5 separate regions of the Mus musculus genome follow, and regions 1, 2, 4 and 5 are each linked to region 3. Evidence: chromatin contacts called from public HiCAR-type and promoter capture Hi-C data. All regions are on one chromosome and are shown on one strand. Each heading gives the region's core, a stretch centred on a gene start, on an enhancer-like site or on the middle of the called end of the contact. The rest is flanking DNA. Distances are from core to core; before and after follow the strand shown.

Region 1 (4,117 bases), core at 214-2,713, 510 kb before region 3:
GAAAAACATGGTTTGCAAGATACACTGGTCCTAGGGAACAGACACTTCTTGTAGGGAATGGAGACTTAATAACAATGTATAACAATGTGGCTCCTGTTTCCTTTTCACTGTTCCCGGTGGGGCACAGCCCAGTCTTTGAGAAGCAGAGGTTTAATCATAAACAGGAATGATCCTGGATTGTCTTTACTAAAATGGAGGCTGGCTGGTTCTTTAAGACCTCATGTGTACTAGGCAAGTGCCCTACCACTGATCAGTATTTTCAGGCCTCTATAAATATCCTATATTTACTTCTCAGTTATTGTGTTCGTCCGAAGAGGCTCTAGTAGACCTGAACATGGCAAACCTAGCTTTGTTAGGCCAGAGCCCTTCTCCTCTATCCCCTCTGCCTTGCTAAACTGTTAGATTACATTTCTAAAGCTAGACACCAAGGTCTCCTTCTTACTCTCCCTTGATCCTGCAGAAAATTATTGTTTTAAACTCATAAAGACTAAGTGAGAACTTAACCTAATCCAAAATAATCAAAAGTATAATACTGTAATACAACAGATAAATTTCAACCTAATTTCCCTAAAGTTTCTAAACAGCTTTAGATGAATGATCGGAAGATGGGTTTGAGGAGAAAACCTTTTTGCCGGGGAGATACAACACACATGTTAATGCACCCCAGAAAGGGAACCCAGACTGATCCATAGAACAATTTCCCCAGTGTCTAGCTTGGTGAACCAGTGAGTTCGTCAGGATTGGGGTTCCTAACAGAAGTATGGATGAAGGGGTACTCATAGGAGCAACTGCGTCACTCCCACACAGCACCACAGCTCCGTGGGTGCGAGCGATGACTCATTAAAGCCGCAATCCTGGAGCTCTCTGCACTTTTGTATACATCCTGGCAATCCAAATCTCTCCTTTGTTCTTCAGTCCTTAGAATCTCCAACCCCCCACCCCGCCCCCACCCCCGCCCCGCCCCCCGTTGTTTACACTTTTTATACCGCTGAGAAAGAGCCCTCAAGAATCTTCCAAATTTCTGCTCCTATAGAGAACCTTTCACATCTCCACCTCCACCCCCACGCCCTTGGAGAGGATGTTTGTATTTGCATGGAAATGTTTTTACAGCAATCATTAATAGCCTAGTCAGACTGAGCTATGAGACGGACTCTTCAATCACTCTGTTCCTCATAATCGCAAAGTAAGAAAGCTGGGTAGGGGCAGGCCTTCTAGTCTGGAACGTAATCTCCTCAAGAGGTGAAGCGGGATTCTGGGTACAAAGTAGCAAAATACGAGCTGCGCGGAACCTTTTAGATTCTCGACTAGTGTTCAGTGATTCCGTGAACTTTGCGGATATGGAGAACAGAACGGGGCTAGAAAGATAGGCTTGGGGATGGGCACAGCTCGTCGCGAGCCTGATGAGAATCGGGTGTCAGACTAGGAAACTAAGAGCCCATCATCACCCTCCCCGCCCCCCAGGCACAGTCAGGATCCACGCATGGGCGCTCGAAGAGGTCCAAGTGGTGGCTGTCCCTGGAGCTAGTGTTGTGTGAGCCTGAGTCGCAGCAGCTTGGAGCTGTCAGGAGGCTGGGCCACACGCTCCTCCCCTGTCCCTCTTGCACAGCAACCGGAGGAGGGGAGGGTCGAGCCTAAAGGTAGATTTTACGAGGAGGCTGTATGCTCAACCCACCTCTGAGTTATTCTATCCCCGGGGGTAAAAAGACTGTCTGGAAGCCTGCCGTGCTAGGATCTGACTCGCTCTGGTGGCATTGCTGCGCTCAGGGTTCTGGGTATCCGGGAGTCAGTGCAGTGACCAGGTAAGAAGCCCAAGGGCAGGGAAGGGCTTGTGATGGTGTCAGTGGGCTACTGCGGGGACGTGGGAGCGTGGTCCTCAAGGTGGGTGGGCTGGAACCACAACGTTCAAGTGTTTGGCTCAGGACTCACCTCGGAGCTCCCCAGAAACTGGCTCCAGAATTGTTGCGTGGAGGGGAGGGGTTGCTTCTGAGAAAGCCACCCTAAGAATTCAGAATTGAGGGGGCGGAAGCTGAACCCAGTGCAGCAGGGAAATGTGGTGTTCTTAGATCTCATCCTGGGACGTCCTTACAAGGAATATCCCAGATCTTCCCAGGTCTAAGAAGTTTGAAAACTGAATTATAAAAATAAAGCAATGCTGCTCTTTCTTGGGGCATCCGGCTGCTGGCCAGATGAAATGACCTTTAAGGCTGGATTTTTACAAAGCAAAGTAAGCTAAATAAATTAATTAATTAAAATTAAAATTAAAAAAAAATAAAAAAAGAACATGGTCCTCGATTGGGGCTTCCATTCTATCCCATGGGAATCACTTCAGGGTCGTGGGAAGGAAAAGAGGAAGGAAGGAAGGAAGGAAGGAAGGAAGGAAGGAAGGAAGGAAGGAAGGAAGGGAGGGAGGGAGGGAGGCAGGCAGGCTCTTACTCGCATGGTGTTGTCACCTCTAAAAGGCACGCAATCTGATTTGGGTGGATTACATTTGACCCAAATAAGATTGCTGAGTTGGGAGGCGCGCGCGTGTGTGTGTGTGTGTGTGTGTGTGTGTGTGTGTGTGTGTGTGTTCCCTGAAGCAAGAGGGCTGGTAAGCAAATTTTGAAGTCACATTGACCTGGGTCAAAACAAAGAGAAGGTCTGGAGGGTACTGGAGAACTGTCAGCACCCAGGCAGGTTTTTCTTACTGAAGGGACCCTAGTAACCTTATAGAAGAGATGGCTTACTGATGGAGAGTCCTGAGAATGGCAGCTTCATCTCCTTGCCATGGGGAGTTGGAGTTGTTTCCCTTCCTCAGGCATTTGTACACAGAACCTGTCCCTCACTGATACCATCCTTGTACTGATATCATGGGTTGGCATTCCAGGCTGGCGCTGACCCCAGTCACCCTGAAGCTGAAGGCTCAACATTCTGAGCCTCTGAGAGCTTCCGAGGAGGGACTTTAAAGAGCCTCAGGTACTCACTAAGCAATTGAGGATTCCCCTGTGAGGTGTGAAGGGCTGGTCCAGGATTCCCTCACAGCCAGGGAGTGTCTGCTCATGAGTCATAAAGAACACCTAGGGAATCTAACTAACCGCCCCTCCCCCACTCTGTTTGTAAACAAACAACTCAGCATCTCTTTGAGATGGCCTCAGCATACTGCCTTAAGCAAAGGGCCAGTGGGGTACTTAGAATGGGGGTCCTTGGGAAGGACTCCTTCAAGGGGGACCTTCCTGTTCTTATTTCTTTGTTCTTCTGAGGAATTTGCTGTACAGCTGAGAAGGACCTTGGGCTGCCTTTATCTCCTGGATTGTGGGATCCCAGGTCTGAGGCACTCACCCTAGCTGCTCTATGAGGAACCAGGGATGAACCCTGCAGTGCTAGCCAACAGCCTACAAACTAAGGTTACAGAGGGCTGTGAGCTGTCCTGTGGGTGCTGGGAATTGAACCTAAGTCCTCTAGACGAGTATCCAGTGCTCTTAATCATAGTGCCATCTCTTAAGCAGCCCCCACCCTCAGCTCTATACCTTAAGCTTGCCAGTTTTTCATGATTCATGATTACAAGCTGAGCCTGACTGACCCACTGACCCTAAAAAGTACAGAGCCATTTCTATCAAGTAAAGCCTAGATGAGGAAGTATTGGATAAAAAGAAATTGAATGAGAGAACATTTGGTTCTAAATTATGTTGCTCCAGAATTTTGAGGAAGCTCTGTTGTCTGCTGGCATGGAAAGGAGGAGGAAGGTTCCTACTTCTTTTTTTCTTTTTTTTTTTTTTGTTTTTGTTTTTGTTTTTTCGAGACAGAGTTTCTCTGTTTAGCCCTGGCTGTCCTGGAGCTCACTTTGTAGACCAGGCTGGCCTCGAACTCAGAAATCTGCCTGCCTCTGCCTCCCGAGTGCTGGGATTAAAGACGTGTGCCACCATGCCCAGCCTGGTTCCTACTTCTTTTTCTCAATCAAGTGTCAGCTACCTATGGCTTGCAATCCCCACTACTGTGATAAATTTTATGAAAAAAATATAACATAATACAATATATAATTATAACATATATATTGCTATATTAATTATATGCTATATATGATATTATGTAAATATATTTATTATAATTATATAATACACATAACACAATATAGAATGTA
Region 2 (4,263 bases), core at 238-2,737, 360 kb before region 3:
ACTCAGAAAAGGCATGGCCTGGTTTTATGGCTCATCCTAGGAACTAAAAGTCCTTTCTTACACATTGATGGCAATCGAAGCGAGGTGAGTGATGTTTGCCGACAACACGTGCACTTGGGATTTCTGCCCTCGACTATAATTTCAATCAAAATTTTCACCCCTTAGGTTTATTTCCCTCTGTTTTTAAAGAGGAGTGGTAATTTTAAAATTAGTATAGTAATAAGAGCAGCTTTCAAACGAGAATATTTAATAAATAAGGTACAAGAGGATCATTTGTCTGTTCACTGATTTACTGTACTGGGAATTGAACCCAGGGCCTTTGACATGTAGGTCAGTGCTCTCCCACTGAGGGATATACACAGTTCCCTTCTTTTTCTTTTATCTGCCACTGTGTTTTGTTTTGTTTTTCCTTAAACTGTGGTCCCCAGAGCAGGAGTGTGGGATAACTGGAGATTTTCCTAGAACTGTCAATTCTTGGGTCCACTTTATACAAAGATTTATCAAATTCTATTTCACTTAAACATTCACTGCCCCACCCCCACCCCCACAATTCTGCCTCAGAATTGTCACTAAATCTTTCCCCTCACATACACACAAGCTAGTGCTTTGTCAAACTGGTCCTCTCTTCCACTGTTTCAAACACCAGTTCATTGGTCCATTCATTTATCCCACCAATAATAATATACAGGATGCTTTCCATGCATAAGGCATTGTGTTAGGTCATAAATATACTAAATAAACGAGATTCAGAAGGAAATGAAATGTTAATGCACTTGGGGAACCCCATGATAAAAATATGAGCTGAATTATTTCCTGCATCTAACCAATGGAGATAGCATGGCATGGCGCTGAGTCAGGAGAGAACTGGGGTAGTTGGGCAAAGGTTCCCTTGGGGGATGCTTTGCCTGTGGCCTGAAGAGTGAGTGGCAGCCAGTTTTTCAAACAGTTGCAAAGGGCAGAGGGAACCATAATGGTGGGTAACATTTGCTGAGTCCTTGCTGTTTGGCAGCTGTGATTCTGGGAGATTTACATTCACGTTTACCACCCTGACAACAACTGTGTCTATCTATAAGGTAGATACAGTCAACGTTACAGTTTTATAGTTTGTAAGGTAGCTGAGTCAGGCGTCGGTAATGCAGCAAAGCTCACAGTGTCTCCAAGATTCCATGTGGAGTGCAATGAGAGGGATAAGTAGACTGCATTTGCCAGATGGAAAAACACTTGCATTAGCTTCCTACACCAGGACATTTTATATTTCTCCTCAGACACCAACTGGACGATGCAGAGCTTAATTCAGTTCTGATACTGTGGGGGAGCCCTGCTAATTAAGGTCGAAGTCTGCCATGACTGGATAGCTTCTCTGAGTTCCGTGCAAAATGGAGGCCCCTTTCCAGCAGGGCTTTCTCTTCTCTGACCTTGTCTGGGGAGCCAAAAACCCCACACCCTCTACTGGGGGAAGGTCAAATAGTCTTTGGTAGACCTACAAGTCCAACTTCCTGTTCCCCTCAGCCCCGCCAAGAAGCTGCCCAGCAACTATGTGGGATTCCTGGCATACCTCTCTGTGCAAATGAGGCATTCCCAGAACTTTAAAACTCTAGCCAATGATTTTCATTTACTCTGAAAACTCAGTCCCATTCTCCAAAACCCATATACACCCATGATTCACCCCAAATAAAGTGCATGTGTACAAACCCACCCCAATAAAGGTATGCGCACAGCTAAGATTGTCTAAGAGAGCTGTTTCATTGAAGATCATTGGAGAAGGCCTTCCTCTACAAGAGATGTAGCACTAAGATCCTTGGAGAAGGACCTCTTTCCCACCCCCACCCCCCAGTCCCCATCCTTCTGAAAATCCCAGCAGTGTCTGGAAACCCTGAGAGGGAGGAAGGAAGCAGAGGACTCAGCAGACTCAGAGCCACAGTTGGTCCCCCACCACACATACCACAAATACTTGCTCCCTAGACTTAGTGCTAACCCTGAAAGTTCAGGGCTCAACCCCACAGTGCCAACCCTGTTTTAACTAACCATCAAAAGTCGTAGGCCCCACACATCATTCATACTCTATCTTAGCTGCAAATTGGGAGTTTCTACAGCCGCCTTCAAGCTTCAGTGATTTGCCCTAATAACTCACAAAAGTTCAGAGAAACACTTGTCTGGCTACATGTCTGCTTTGCCTGTGCCCCACTGACTTCCCCCACCTTCTTTTTTTTTTATTAGGTATTTTCCTCATTTACATTTTCAATGCTATCCCAAAGGTCCCCCATACCCACCCCCACCCCCCAATCCCCTATCCACCCACTCCCCCTTTTTGGCCCTGGCGTTTCCCTGTACTGGGGCATATAAAGTTTGCAAGTCCAATGGGCCTCTCTTTGCAGTGATGGCCGACTAGGCCATCTTTTGATACATATGCAGCTAAAGACAAGAGCTCCCGGGTACTGGTTAGTTCATATTGTTGTTCCACCTATAGGGTTGCAGTTCCCTATAGCTCCTTGGGTAATTTCTCTAGCTCCTCCATTAGGGGCCGTGTGACCCATCCAATAGCTGACTGTGATCATCCACTTCTGTGTTTGCTAGGCCCTGGCATAGTCTCACAAGAGAGAGCTATAACTGGGTCCTTTCAGCGAAATCTTCCTAGTGTATGCAATGGTGTCAGCATTTGGAAGCTGATTATGGGATGGATCCCTGCATATGGCAGTCACTAGATGGTCCATCCTTTCGTCACAGCTTCAAATTTTGTCTCTGTAACTCCTTCTATGGGTGTTTTGTTCCCATTTCTAAGAAAGGGTAAAGTGTCCACACTTTGGTCTTCGTTCTTCTTGAATTTCATGCGTTTGGCAAGTTGTATCTTATATCTTGGGTATCCTAAGTTTCTGGGCTATTATCCACTTATCAGTGAGTACATATTGTGCGAGTTCCTTTGTGATTGGGTTACTTCACTCAGGATGATACCCTCCAGGTCCATCCATTTGCCTAGGAATTTCATAAATTCATTTTTTTAAATAGCTGAGTAGTATTCCATTGTGTAAATGTACCACATTTTCTGTATCCATTCCTCTGTTGAGGGGCATCTGGGTTCTTTTCAGCTTCTGGCTATTATAAACAAGGCTGCTATGAACATAGTGGAGCATGTGTTCTTCTTACCGGTTGGGACATCTTCTGGATATATGCCCAGGAGAGGTATTGCGGGATCCTCCGGTAGTACTATGTCCAATTTTCTGAGGAACCTCCAGACTGATTTCCAGAGTGGTTGTACAAGCTTGCAATCCCACCAACAATGGAGGAGTGTTCCCCTTTCTCCACATCCTCGCCAACATCTGCTGTCACCTGAGTTTTTGATCTTAGCCATTCTGACTGGAGTGAAGTGGAATCTCCGAATGGCAGAGAAACACCTGAAAAAATGTTCAGCATCCTTAATCATCAGGGAAATGCAAATCAAAACAACACTGAGATTCCCCCCACCTTCTTAAGAAACAGCAAGGGCTGGGATAGATGCTGTGGTTCTCAGTCTCCTTTCTACTCAGACACCGATGGAGACCACAAAGAGTTAAGATGGGTGGTCTGAGGGTCCGCCTTTCCGCTATACACCAGGCAAGAAGGGAATGGCTGAGCCCAGGACAGAACAGAATCTGGTTTAGTTCCGAGTGATTTCCAAGAGTACCAAGTGGCTGAAAGAGAAAAGGCTTTCTCCGGGTGATTTAGGTGCCTCTCTTTTTGACAAAGGCCTCCCCCTCCCTCCAGGCAATCCTTGATAAAGGAGATGGTCCTTGCTTGTCCAAACTGCTTTATTTTTATGGCAGATGTGAATGCATATATCTTACAGAGTAAACCAGGGATTAAATACCTTTTGTAAGAAAGTATGCCCCAAAAGGGAAGCTCATTGGCTAAAAACTCGGGGCCTAGAAACCTCAATAGCATGGAGAAGTCTAGGGTTTTAGTGGGGGTTCAGTGTTCCTCACTGTGCTCTGAGAAGCTATGGATTCCTATAGCAGAACCAGGGGGGTGGGGACAATCTGGGCTTAGGGAAGTGGTTAAGACATAATGAGGATAGGGAGATGGCTCAGCAGGTAAGATGCCCAGTGCACAAGTGGGATGACCCAAGCGGGCTGCCCACAACCCACGAGAGAAGTCCAGCATGGACAAACATATCTGACTGTAACTCCAGTGCTGGGGCTGCGGTGGAGACAGATGGATCCAGGGACCCTCTGCCTGTGCTAAGCTGCAAGTTTAGTGAGAGACTCAAAAATACAGTGGAGACCAGTAAAG
Region 3 (3,939 bases), core at 1,079-3,578:
CTCGGCTGCCTCCTTAAAGCATTCAGGAGGACCAGTACAGATCAGGGGAGCACCATCTCCAGTGAACTGGCCCTCACACATCCATGTCAATCAAGAAAATGTCACGGAGGCTTGCCCATGGGCCAAGCAGGTAGGAACATTTCTTAACTGAGGCTACCTCTTCCAAAATGACTATAGCAAGTTGACATAAAACCAGCCAGCCCAGCTGCCCAATAGCCATGGGTGCCAGGAACCAACTCAACAGCAGGCTCTTCCTACTGCTAAGTCATCTCTCCTGCCCGCTGCCTTTAAAATTAGTTATTCTTACCATAAATTCTAGGTCAAAAAAAAAAAAAAAAAAAGACTTCTCTGATACAGCTAGTTGGTTTTGTTTTTGCTATTTTATAAACTGCATTATTCCAGTGCTAGCACAATGTCCTTACAGTCCTGGGGAAGAGAATGGTCTAGTCCCCAAATGTATGTCAGATTTCTCTGAGGACTTTAAAAGGTAGAGGGACCTCCCTACCCCAAGCCTGTGAAACGAAAGTGAATCCTGTTGCTCTGTGTTCAGACATGCATCCCTACTTCTGACATTATCCTGCTATTTCCATTGAAATAAAGGAACCTTTCTAACCCATGCTGACATAACTTGCTCAGTAGCTATTGTGACTGGACAGAAATTCAAACAACTGGCAGAGTACAGATGTGGAAGCAGGAAGTTTGTCGACAAAAACTCAACAATCATTCCTTATTTGAGCCAGACCCTGCCCACTGGGAAAGTGAGTTATATTCAAGCCTACCAGTTGACCACTAGACATTATTGTATGGAGATCCAGAAGTAGGTCCTGAGCTCGCTGAGCCCGCGGAGAGTTGTCTTCTGTGTTCTGAGCTGTGCTTAGCAACTACACTGTACAATTTAGTAAGCGTGGCGGGTGGGAAACAATCCCAACTTCCATAAAAAGTTTGCAGAGCATGGCAGCCTGTCACGTGAGCAGAGCCTCCAATTCTCAATGACCCACATAGAAACAGGCCCATTCTCACCCCTGATTTTTTTTTCTTCCAGGTTTTCTTTCTTTGGAGTGAACAAGGAATTGGCTTCTTAGGCTGGGAGATAAGGACTTACTAGACTGAACCACCTCCTTCCAACTTTGAGCAGTTTCAAAGGTCAGGACTTGGGGCTTCGGAACAAGTTGTGCAGCTTCATGGTTTTGGGTCTGGCTACACGCAGAAACAACCTCCCTTTCCGCCTCCTTCCCACGTGTTGAAAATGATAAAAATCCCCATGGCAGAGTGCCCAAATGCCCTTCAGGGCAGTGCCGCCCAATTTAGCAAGTGCCCATGGCTAGAGTTGAGACTGTCCCCTCATTAGAAATACACCAAAGGCTAAGACCAAAGGGCTCAATTCCTTTACAGAACGTGGCTACAAACATCACAGCCCCAGCACACAGAACAGAAGACATTTGTTACAGACAGGCACCAAGGCCACAGCTGTGGATGCTTGTAGCCTTACCAGCTGATTAAATGTTGAAACTTCAGTTGTGACAATCAAGCAGATAATACTGCCTATTGCAGACAGATTTGGTTAGCTGAAGCTTTCAGGTGCTACTGCTTGGAGGATAGGAGTGGGGAGTGCCTGCGTGGCCAACTTATAATAAGATGCAAACACTTGGAAGTCACACATTGGGCTTCAGAACAGACTAGATTCCCAAAGCCTTCCATAGAGGAAATACTTGACACCAGCTATTCATGAACAAAAGATTCATGAGGGCTAAGGATATTCTTCAGTTGAGAGAGTGCTCAGCTGGCATCCAGGAAAACCTGGGTTTAATTCCCAGCACCTCATAAAACCTGGCATGGTGATACATGCCTGTAATCCCCAGAATTTAGGAAGTTGGAGCAGGAAGGTACTAGGACTGAGGTAATGCTGGGCTACAAACTGAGTTCCACACTATGGTGAGCTAAATGAGACCCTGTTTCGAATTATTAACACCATCTCATGGCAAGCTTGGATATTCTGATGTCCCTCCTTCAATTAAAGCTTACTGAGTGACGTCATCAGTTTATGATAAAGGAAGAAGAAAACTCAGAAGAGATGGTAGAATAAAATTAGCTTATAATGAACATGAGTTTCAGATCTCCAACCACTGGGATAGCACACTAAAGTCCCTCAATATCACGGACACAACAGGCCTACCAGGGCAGTTCTGAGTGACAAGAGCCCCCAGCCACCCATCCCTATCCCCAAACCTGGCCACCAAGTCCCCCTCCTTCAAACCCACGCAGCGCCCGCCCCCCTGCTTCCGCTAATTGACAGGCAGCACAGCTACTCCTAGGAGCGGATTTTTCACCCTGGTAACAGTGACAAGCTGGCGGGAGCCAATGGCGTTCCAGCAGCGGGGCGGGCTGCAGCGACGAGTCAGGTGCTCTGCGCTGAGGCTGCGTGCAGGTGAGCGAACAGGATCCTACAGTGCCCCTTGTTTCTGCCTCCTCTTGGTCCCAAACGTTCCAGGACAGATCTGTCTCAGCGCGGGTGAGTCCCCGGAGAAGGGTGGCCTGCCTCCAGAGGCCCACACTGGGGCTGTCACCGGCCAGCGGGGCGGGGAGGCCTAGCAACCCCGTAGAGAAGAGGCGACGCACCCACCCACCCTGGCAAACACCCTGACATAAGCCCACTCCTCTGCTCTTTGATTGGTGCGCCTGTTTGCTTAGGTTGGGGCGGGGTGGGGGTGGGGGAGGCTGGAGAGAGGAAGGACTGGAAAGGCCAGGGCGATTTCAATCGAGATCTAGAGAGTTTCAGGGCTCCGTGCTGTTTCTGCGTGGAGAAATGAGAGATTTGTCCTTTTTTCCTCATCCCCACCCCCACCTGCGTTGTGGCACCCATGTAATTATGTTGCTTCTTATTATCGAACATCCCCGAGCTTTAGACAGAGCCTCATACTTCGCTTCAGTTTGCCCCAAGAAAACAGTTGTCTTCTATTTACCTCAATTAACTAAAATAGATGGGAAAAAAATCATATGTTCCGTGCAACTGATTCTTTCTTGGCATTAAATTGTATTTGGTTGATAATAATTTCCTTCGTGTTAGTGAGATGGGAGAGAAAATTGGGGGAAAGAAAAGAAAAGAGGGAAGAAACAGGGATCAGTCATTTGCAGTTTCCTGCATACATTTAATTCCCCGTCATGGCCATTATTAATGTTGCTCCCAGAATGAGTGGCATTCAAGATACAATAGTAAATTTAAGTTTGGAATCAGTCATTGTCTTGAGACCAATGTCCAAAACAGTTTCTAGTCTGGATGAAACCACAGTTTAAAAAAGCAAATCTAACCTTAAGCTCATATGCATCCTTTGCATACAGCTTATGGTTCTGAAAACAAAGCCAGCCTGCCTCATAGGTTACATCTGCCCATTCCTAGACCATAGCAAGGCAAGTCAGAGCCACATGCACACATTCCACACATGTACACATATCACACACATCACACATGCACACATATCACACACATCACACATGCACACACATCACACATGCACACACAATCACACATGCACACATCCCACACATACACATATCACACATACACACACACATCACACATGCACACATACCATACATACACATACCACACATACCACACATGCACACACATCACACATACCATACATACACATATACCACACATACACACATACCACACATGCACACACATCACACATGCACATATACCACACATGCACACATACCACACATTTATACATACCACACATGCACACACATCACAATGCACACATACCACCTATGCGCACATCGCGCACACACACAGACACACACCATATCTACAAATTTTCAAGCATTCTAAATCATCCTGAATTTGTCTCTGAAAAGTCACATATACAAATCATCTTTTTAAATATTATTGTGGGGTCCATTTGAGTAATTCCTTTGTTTCTTTGAGGAATA
Region 4 (3,851 bases), core at 49-2,548, 490 kb before region 3:
AACTGTATCATCAGGGGTTGGAAACAGGTCACACAATGGGTCCATTATCTTCCAGGGTACATTTTATATTATTGACTCTTATTGGTGCAGGGTGAAAATTTAAAGACGTGGTTTTTTACCCTCTGATTTTTAAACATCACTGGGTTGTTTAAACATGCCCTTGGTCTTGTGTTAACCCTATGCTATACTCAGTCTAGCTGTTCAGAAGTGGCTACGTGAATATTTTAAAAGTTATAATTAATACTTCAAAACAATAGATAATTGTTCTTTATAATCTATTAAATGAATAATAGAAAAATATAGCTATTTGGGGTATAACTTATTTAATTAGTGAGTGTGTGGGTTTGTGTTATAAGTGCATATGTATATGTGAGTGTCCACGCTTGTATACACAGGTGGAAGGCAGAGAAAAGTGTCCACTGTCCTGTTCTATTACTTTCTACCGTATTCCCCTGAGACAAGGTCTCTCATTGAACTTGAAATTAGGCTGACAGCCAGCAAGCCTGAGAAGCCCTTCTGTCTACACATGAAAGGACCCGGGGTTTCATCTCTGTGCAGCCATGCCTAAGATTTTATGTGATGCAGCAGATTTAAACTCAGCTCTCCATGTTCATGCAGCAAGCGCTCTCCCCATACCCTTCTTTCGGTTGTCTGAGACAATCTCATGTAGCCCTGGCTGACCTCTAACTCACAATGTAGCAAAGGGTGGCCTTGAATTATTTATCCTGTTGTCTCCTATTCACTAGCACTGGTATTAAAGGCATGTGCTGCTGGGCCTTAAAAGGCTTACAAATATGAGATACTTCGCATGCTGAGGAAGGACTGTAAAAGTACTTTAAAAAGAATGTGTTTTTCTTCTAGAATGTATACATCTCAAGACTCGGGAATATTTGACACTCAGAGACACACGTGTGCTTTTAACACAAACCCGCACACTCACAAATTAAATAAATTGTAACCTGAATTGCTATATTTCCTAGATATACCAAGTAGCGTCCTACAGGGTTCAAAGTTCCCATTCACATAAAGTTGAAGAGGATTAAGAAAAGATGAACTCTGAGCCACAAACTATAGCACAGACCAAGCTATAGTTGGTCTGATCCGCCTCTTTTTCCTTATGATGATTTCAGATAGATGGATAGATGGAGATGCAGATTCGTGTGATGTGCAAATTGCAAGATGCTCCTCCTTTTCTGTACCCAGAGTGGTACCTGTGACTCCTAAATTCCAGGTGAACAGGTTCCTAAAGTAGAGAAGTTGGAGAGCCACAGGTTATTAGAAGAGGTTCCCTTGGTTTCTGTGGAATTACGATCTCATAGGAGGGGAGATCCACTTGCGGATGTTCTGGAACTCTGCTGATAGGTTAGGGTCTCCAAGGTAGCTAAGAGGTCTCTGGGGTTCCAACCTGAGCTGTGAGAGCCAAAGTTCTCCCCCTGGTCTAGCTCTGACCTTGCTGCCTATGTGTGGGGACACAGCTGCTCACTGGCTGCCAACTACAGAAGGAAAGACAGAAGGTGGTGTCTACCCTGCTACTCTCTAGACATGTCACCTCCCAGTTACACCAAGGCTGACTCCACAGATAATCTGAAACGAGAGCAGAACCTTCTGTAATTAAAAAAAAAAAAAATCCACACCTTTGAGGAAGTGCTGTGAAATTTGAATTGTCCCTGGAGAAGTGTGGAAGTTGTTGTGTAGATCTGCTAAATCCTTCAAAGGACTTGACAGCCCCTGGGAAGCAAGACTTCACCAGCTCTGGAGAAGGAAGGAAGTCATGGCAGTTGACTGCCAGTTACCTACTCCAGTTGGTGTTAAGCACACAATGAATACCCTCACTTCATCCATCTTTACCCACACAGCTGCTCTGCAGGCTGGTTAAGGGCTTTAATGGCCCACTTCACCAGTGGGCACCAGAGAGAAGAGTTAAACTGCTTAGGCCATACCACCATAGGTTGGTATCTGAAACAGAATCACCTGGATCCAATACCGGGCTCCACTCTGCTTCACCTTCTGTCTTTCATCAAACTGCCCCCTCTCACTGCTTTACCAATGTGGCAGGCCAAGAGATATGGGCTGTGCCACAGCATTTCTTCATCTTGAATCAGCCTACTTTGAATCTTTTTGATTGTCGAATTCGAACCAGGAGTCTGCATTTCCAAATCCCTAGGTGACAGCCATGCTGCTGGCCCACAAGGATCATCTTTGTGTAGGAGGCCTTAGGTACTGAAAGAGTCTGTCGCGGGCTGGAACCTCACATATGTATGAGTCATCAGTGGAGGATGTGAATAAGAATGTTGCCAAGACTCAAACCCTTGCTGAGCAGTGATGCATGATAATGATGCTGGTGCCACACCTTACATAGTTCTGGGAGCTTGGCAAAACCTGTGCTGCAGAGTAATGGGCTCCCACGGTTCAGTCAAGTGGACGTCGGAGGCCCAGCTCAGTGTATCAGGAAAAGTAGGAATCTGGATTTATTGTTATTTGAGCCTAACATCTAAACGTAAGTGATGGCTTGCCTGAGCTCTAGAAAGGAGGGCCGTTGCAGAGATATGGAAGGGTTTGGGCTTCAAACGGGAGTGGACAGGTCAAAGAACACATGCGTGGGTTTGAATGAAGGACAAAGGAGGTTGGTGGTGTTTCAGCTTAGCTCCCCTCCTTCCCACAAAACGATCTGAGCCTGGTGTGTCAAAGGCTGTGTTTACACGAGGAGGGCCAGCGCCTGAACAGTAGCTGTCATCATTCTCGCCATTGTGAAATAGTCCACACATACGGAATTCCTGATTCTGAAGAAGAAATGATTATGTCTGTGTTGTAGGATTTTCCCTATCCAATTACATTAGGGCAGCAGAAGGCCTGTAATTGGACAGGGAAAAGGGAGGCAGCGCCAAGAGTGGCAGAGACAGAGAACGTAGCAGATGGGAGCGGGGAGGAGAATGGAGGCAGACATGAACCAGCATGGCATGAACCAGCCACGGATAGTTATGGTATCATAAGGTTAGAAAAAATTGGGATAAAGCTTTTATCGTTATCAATTGGCTCTGAAATTATTGTATTAGCATCCTGTACATTGTGATTTTATTGATACATAAATCTGATCGGCTAATTATAAGCTTTAAGAGTTTTGATTCTACCAGGGTCTGGGATCCGGATTATTCCAAATTAAGAACAAATTATAGAGATTTATTTGCCTCCCAGGGTTCTAGCCTGGAATTCATAAGATAAAGGATTCTGGGATTTGGGGTAGGGCTGGACAGTTAGAGAGTGAGAGAAGGGGGTTGGGAGATGGTTGTTTAGAGTCATCTTGGACCATTGGCTTTGATAATGCTGTGTAAAGATGTCAGGACCAAATGCACAAGAAGTGGAAGCATGCTGGCCTGGTCTACAGAGTAAGTTTCAGGACAACCAGGGCAACACAGAGAAACCCTGTCTCGAAACACACACACACACACAGTCTAAACACTAATCTGAAGTGTGAGATGAAGTTCATATTCAATACAGAAAATAAACAAATGTAAATCATATTCCATACACCTTGTATAGCAATAGCATTTGGAGACAAGCCTGTTTGGTGAAATCCCAAGCATCTTGTCAGAAGATGTACGCCTGCCTCCATTGTTTTATTCCCCAAAGCCCCATATATGCTTTATACAAAGCAGGCCTTTGAGTGGGGTGAGAAATGAGAGGGTGCTGGGGAAATGGCTTAGTCAGTTATGTGCTTGTATGAAGATGAGAGTTCAGATAGATAGCACCCATGTAAAACTGGGTGTCTGTCTATAACCCTTATGTTGGGAAGGCACAAAGAGTTGAATCCATGATACTCATTGGCCTGTCACCCAGCAATGAGCTTCAGTGAG
Region 5 (3,779 bases), core at 1,268-3,767, 280 kb before region 3:
AGTATGAGGATGTGACAACTTAAGGAAATAATCTAGAAAAGTAAAAGGATCTGTATCTGGGTGGTAGGCGAATGGCCATGGTGATCTTTTCATAGTGATGTAAAGTGATCACTGGATGCCAGCCAAAGAGCATTTACATGTATGGTTTCCTTTAAACTGATCATTAACCTTGAGTCTTCTAGGATGGGAGATGGCTCAGTGCTTCACAAGCATGAGGGCTTGAGTTTAAACCCCAGAACCCAAGGAGACCTCATTAGCAGCCCCACTACATCTACAGTGAGATGGGAGGCAGAGACAAGGACATCCCAGGAAAGTTGGCCAGCCTGGCACACACAGAGGAACAAAAGAAACCCTGTCTCAAACAAGGTAGGCAGTGAAGACCGCCTTAGGTGGTCCTTTGTCATACACACATGGAACACTGTACATGTGAACCCACATTAGCACATAGCACACAGGGATAAAAATGTATTTCTCTCATTTTCCAAAACTTTAACAAAAATATATTCTGCAACCAAAAACTTTGTTTTATGTAAATATAGACTCACAAAAATGGACCTCCTTGTGATCAAAGTCAACACACGGTGAGTCTAAGAATTGCTACCTTGAAATTTTGTTGAAAGCCTTGAAGCTATATTACCTGAAAAGCCGAAGTTCCAGGTGCACCAGACGTGATGGCTATCTTCCTAGGTTTCAAAAATAGTTAGTTGGAAGAGGAATGGGGCTTGATTTCCATGATGACTTTCAGATGTGAGCTATAGCCTGTACGAGAAAATTCTAGAGATGTTTTTGCTCCATATAAGAAGGTCCTTTCAAAAAGAAATTTCTCTCCGAACTTGCAATTCTGTCAAATTAACAAACATGTAGAATGTGCATGCCCAAAGCGTGATGACATCGAAGGTCATTTTCAACTCTGAAATGTTTATTTAATTCTGTGCTTATATTTAATGCAGATTAAGCGGATAGAAGAGCTAAGCACCCCCCCTCTCTCAGACAGACACACAGAGACAGACAGAAAAACAGGCACACAGAGGCAGCAAGACACTCAGATACACAGAAAGGAGAGAGAGAGAGAGAGAGAGAGAGAGAGAGAGAGAGAGAGAGAGAGAGAGCGCGAGCGAGAGCGAGAGAGCCAAAAGATATACACAGAGACAGAGTCAGAGACAGACACACACACACACACACAGAGGCACACACAGAGGAAGGGAGGGAGAGAGAGAGAGTAGGCAGCAAGATACACACAGAGACAGAGAGTCAGAGATAGGCACACACACACAGAGACACACACAGAGGGAGGGAGGGAAGGAGGGAGGGTGGGAGGAAGAGAGAAAGAGAGAGAGAGGGAGAGAGAAGAGAAGAGAAGAGAAGAGAAGAGAAGAGAAGAGAAGAGAACTATTACTTCAATGCAGTTTTAATACTGTTATTAAGAACCAACCAAGTGGATGCAGGAAAAGGTTCAAGTATACAACAGTGAGAAAGGCGACATGACACAAAACTTATTCCTATCTGCCATTCTATCTGCTTTGAGGTTGGTCTCCTCTATCCTTCAGTTTCCACGGTCTCCAAACGCTAATCATTTTGTGTCATTGAGGTACTCTTGCCATGAGATTCAGTCCTGTCCCCGTCTGTGCCACCACAAGTCACAGGCTTCCTTGTTCTTGAGCTGCATAATTTTGCACAGTCTTCAGAATGGGTTCATTTGGTTGAGAAGTAAATCCTCCCTGTATTGTTCCACCTCCGACACGCCCCTTCCCCTTTACCTTGTATAAATACTAGTCTCCCTTTTCCTAGGGACCCAAAGTCTTACACATTAGGAATCCTTGAACACCCAAGTCCTTCTTTCTCTCCCCCAGGTCTGGTGGTTGTGAGTCTTTCCTGGCAAAACTGTGAAACCGGCACAGGGCACCTTCAATGGTGTGGGCAGGGCTCACTCACAGCCCCAGCCAGAGGGCGCCAGCACCCACCAAGCATAGTCGCTCTTGAGCACTCAAGAGTGGCTTCCAGACAGTTCCTTAGTTAGCCAGAGGTCGACCTGTGAGAAAACAACCCCCTAGTTCTACGGACCCACAGTTTCTTCTCTGTCCTTTTATTTTTTAGTATCCTTGTATGCAGATGCTTCGCTCCAAGAGCGATCTCACCCCTCTTTGACCCTCAAAAAAAAAAAAAAAAAGTCCTCAACGGGGGATGGGGGAGATGACCCGGGAGCCTCTTCTTTGGAAAGGCATTGCCTTTGGGGACAGGCTCCTGTGTCAGGTTCCTGCAAAGGGTCCAGCTCGCCTGAGATCGCAAAGGAGGGGTGTGCAGCTGAGCGCCGGGTGGAAGCCCAGGAGGTGGAGGTGGGTGAGGGACCCAGAAGGGCGACTGGTCAGGAGGGAGGCGACCAAAGGAGGCCAGTCAGGGGCTTTGGCTTCCCTGGGGTCTGATTGGAGGTTGGCCCGATGAGTCGGAGCTGGGGGCGCGCCCATCTCCACTGGCTTGGTCGAGAGCCGCCGGCTCGGCCCCTCCCCGGAGCCGCTTTGTCCCGGGTGACGGCGGTGGAGGTTGCGGGAGCACCAGCAGGAGGCACAGCCCGGGTGACCCCACGACCCGGAGAGCGGGAGGCGGCGCTCAGTGCGCACGGCTCCACGCCCAGGCCCGCGGGCTCCGCGCTCGCCCCGGCCGTCAGGTGAACAGGCAGAGCCGCGCCCGCAGCCTGCTGCCCCGAGGACCCCCGAGCCGCTGCCACTGTCACCGCCGCCACAGCGGCGCATCGCAGACGTCCTGCAGGTCGGTTACGTAACGGCGCAGGCCCCATCGACCCTGTCCCCTGTCCCACCAGGGCTGAACACCTGGGTGCCAGGGGACCCGGACAATGGGAATCAAGCATTGCTGGGCTCAGGGGCAGGGCTGGAGAGATCTTCTCTCCTGGCCAGTCCCCAAAGCATCCCCAGAGACAGGTTTCCCATGACCCCCTCTAGGAGGCGCTAGTCTCCAAAAGCCCCCTCCCCATCCTACTGGCCAAGGGTCCACCTTCCCAGGTGCAGCAGCAGGTGTATAGGGACTTGGAGGATCCAGAATAACTCCAGTGTCCCCGGGATTTGGGCTTAGAGGAGTTAGGGGTGTCCAGCAAAGCAGTGAGTAAAGGAAAAAAAATGAGGAGACCCCTGTCTTCCCAAGCTTTACCAAATTTTTTAGGGAGAGGCAAAGGGGCTTTCGGGCACAGCGGGCTGAGAATTGTCCTGCCTGGGCTTAGCCGGCTTGGGTCATCTAAAAATAACTTCAAGTTTGAAAAGTGACATGGACAGGAGCGCGGTGTGCCGGGTTCGTCGTGCCTGTGGGGTGTTTCTCTCCAGAAGTCATCAGAGGGGACAAGGCAGTCTCAGCTACCTGATTCCTCTCGGCTGCCTCTACATCTCGCTGGTTGCCAGGGTGCCTCGATTTGACTTGTGGTTAATGATTTATTCTTCAAGGCCTTGCTGTTTGTCCTTTTTTTTTTTTCTTTTTTCCTTTCTTTCTTATCCCTGATGGATTCAACAAGACTGCATACTTTGGCACGTTTTGTTTCTTATATTGGGATAGAAATGGTCAGTGGAGGGATTATTACACCCACTGCCAACACTGTCTTAAAACCTCATTTTAGCAAAGACAACAATAACAACAAAACCCGTTTCTTGTTTCTCTTTATGTAGTCCTATCATTTCCCACGGATGGAAATAAAAGGATGGTAAAGTATTCTCTAGCCGTGATTTGTGTATAGAGAAACTTTACGAAACATGAAGCATGTTTACAACCCAACTTAACTT

Evidence for each region. Promoter capture Hi-C pulls out the DNA fragments that hold promoters and counts their contacts. HiCAR-type assays count read pairs that join an accessible place to other places. Capture Hi-C pulls out chosen DNA fragments and counts their contacts.
Region 1: a HiCAR-type map of astrocytes shows a contact between it and region 3, with 2.4 times the contacts expected there. The contact joins the promoter of Pla2g7 here to the promoter of Enpp5 in region 3.
Region 2: a promoter capture Hi-C map of embryonic stem cells shows a contact between it and region 3, with 2.5 times the contacts expected there. The contact joins the enhancer-like site here to the promoter of Enpp5 in region 3. A contact is called at or near these places in 10 of 39 promoter capture datasets (the C10 cell line, the HPC-7 cell line, HPC-7-derived erythroid cells and 6 more), 1 of 15 datasets of contacts at CTCF or cohesin (the NIH/3T3 cell line), 1 of 484 Hi-C or Micro-C datasets (embryonic stem cells) and 4 of 115 datasets of contacts at active chromatin or transcription factors (astrocytes, embryonic stem cells, large pre-B cells and 1 more).
Region 4: a promoter capture Hi-C map of stem cell-derived epiblast-like cells shows a contact between it and region 3, with 2.0 times the contacts expected there. The contact joins the promoter of 1700071M16Rik here to the promoter of Enpp5 in region 3. A contact is called at or near these places in 2 of 39 promoter capture datasets (pre-B cells and stem cell-derived epiblast-like cells).
Region 5: a promoter capture Hi-C map of pancreatic islet shows a contact between it and region 3. The contact joins the promoter of Rcan2 here to the promoter of Enpp5 in region 3. A contact is called at or near these places in 5 of 39 promoter capture datasets (the 3T3-L1 cell line, the HPC-7 cell line, cranial neural crest and 2 more), 3 of 484 Hi-C or Micro-C datasets (cardiomyocytes, muscle stem cells and uterus), 2 of 115 datasets of contacts at active chromatin or transcription factors (pancreatic cancer cells and stem cell-derived neural progenitor cells) and 2 of 9 other capture datasets (macrophages and pancreatic islet).

The regions. Positions count from the first base shown.
Region 1 is chr17:43,566,988-43,571,104 of GRCm38.p6, forward strand. Pla2g7 (phospholipase A2, group VII (platelet-activating factor acetylhydrolase, plasma)) reads left to right here and starts at 1,464. Exons shown (of 12, transcript NM_013737.5): 1 at 1,464-1,799.
Region 2 is chr17:43,718,109-43,722,371 of GRCm38.p6, forward strand. The region is part of intron 7 of Cyp39a1 (cytochrome P450, family 39, subfamily a, polypeptide 1); the gene reads left to right. It overlaps Gm41581 (a long non-coding RNA gene), which reads right to left. Exons shown (of 3, transcript XR_876800.2): 3 at 3,365-3,389. Among named protein-coding and RNA genes, the nearest start is that of Gm25783, 22 kb to the left of the region's middle. Within about 2 kb of position 1,488, at least 15 of the 459 cell types and tissues checked have an H3K27ac peak or open chromatin away from gene starts, as enhancers often do. A contact at or near this core is called in astrocytes and embryonic stem cells, where this site is marked.
Region 3 is chr17:44,076,474-44,080,412 of GRCm38.p6, forward strand. Enpp5 (ectonucleotide pyrophosphatase/phosphodiesterase 5) reads left to right here and starts at 2,329. Exons shown (of 4, transcript NM_032003.3): 1 at 2,329-2,509.
Region 4 is chr17:43,590,211-43,594,061 of GRCm38.p6, forward strand. It overlaps 1700071M16Rik (RIKEN cDNA 1700071M16 gene), which reads right to left and starts at 1,299. Exons shown (of 4, transcript NR_045445.1): 1 at 1,212-1,299. All of the region lies in intron 2 of Pla2g7 (phospholipase A2, group VII (platelet-activating factor acetylhydrolase, plasma)), which reads left to right.
Region 5 is chr17:43,799,334-43,803,112 of GRCm38.p6, forward strand. Rcan2 (regulator of calcineurin 2) reads left to right here and starts at 2,518. Exons shown (of 5, transcript NM_207649.1): 1 at 2,518-2,763. It overlaps Gm34773 (a long non-coding RNA gene), which reads right to left and starts at 1,050. Exons shown (of 3, transcript XR_385586.2): 1 at 638-1,050.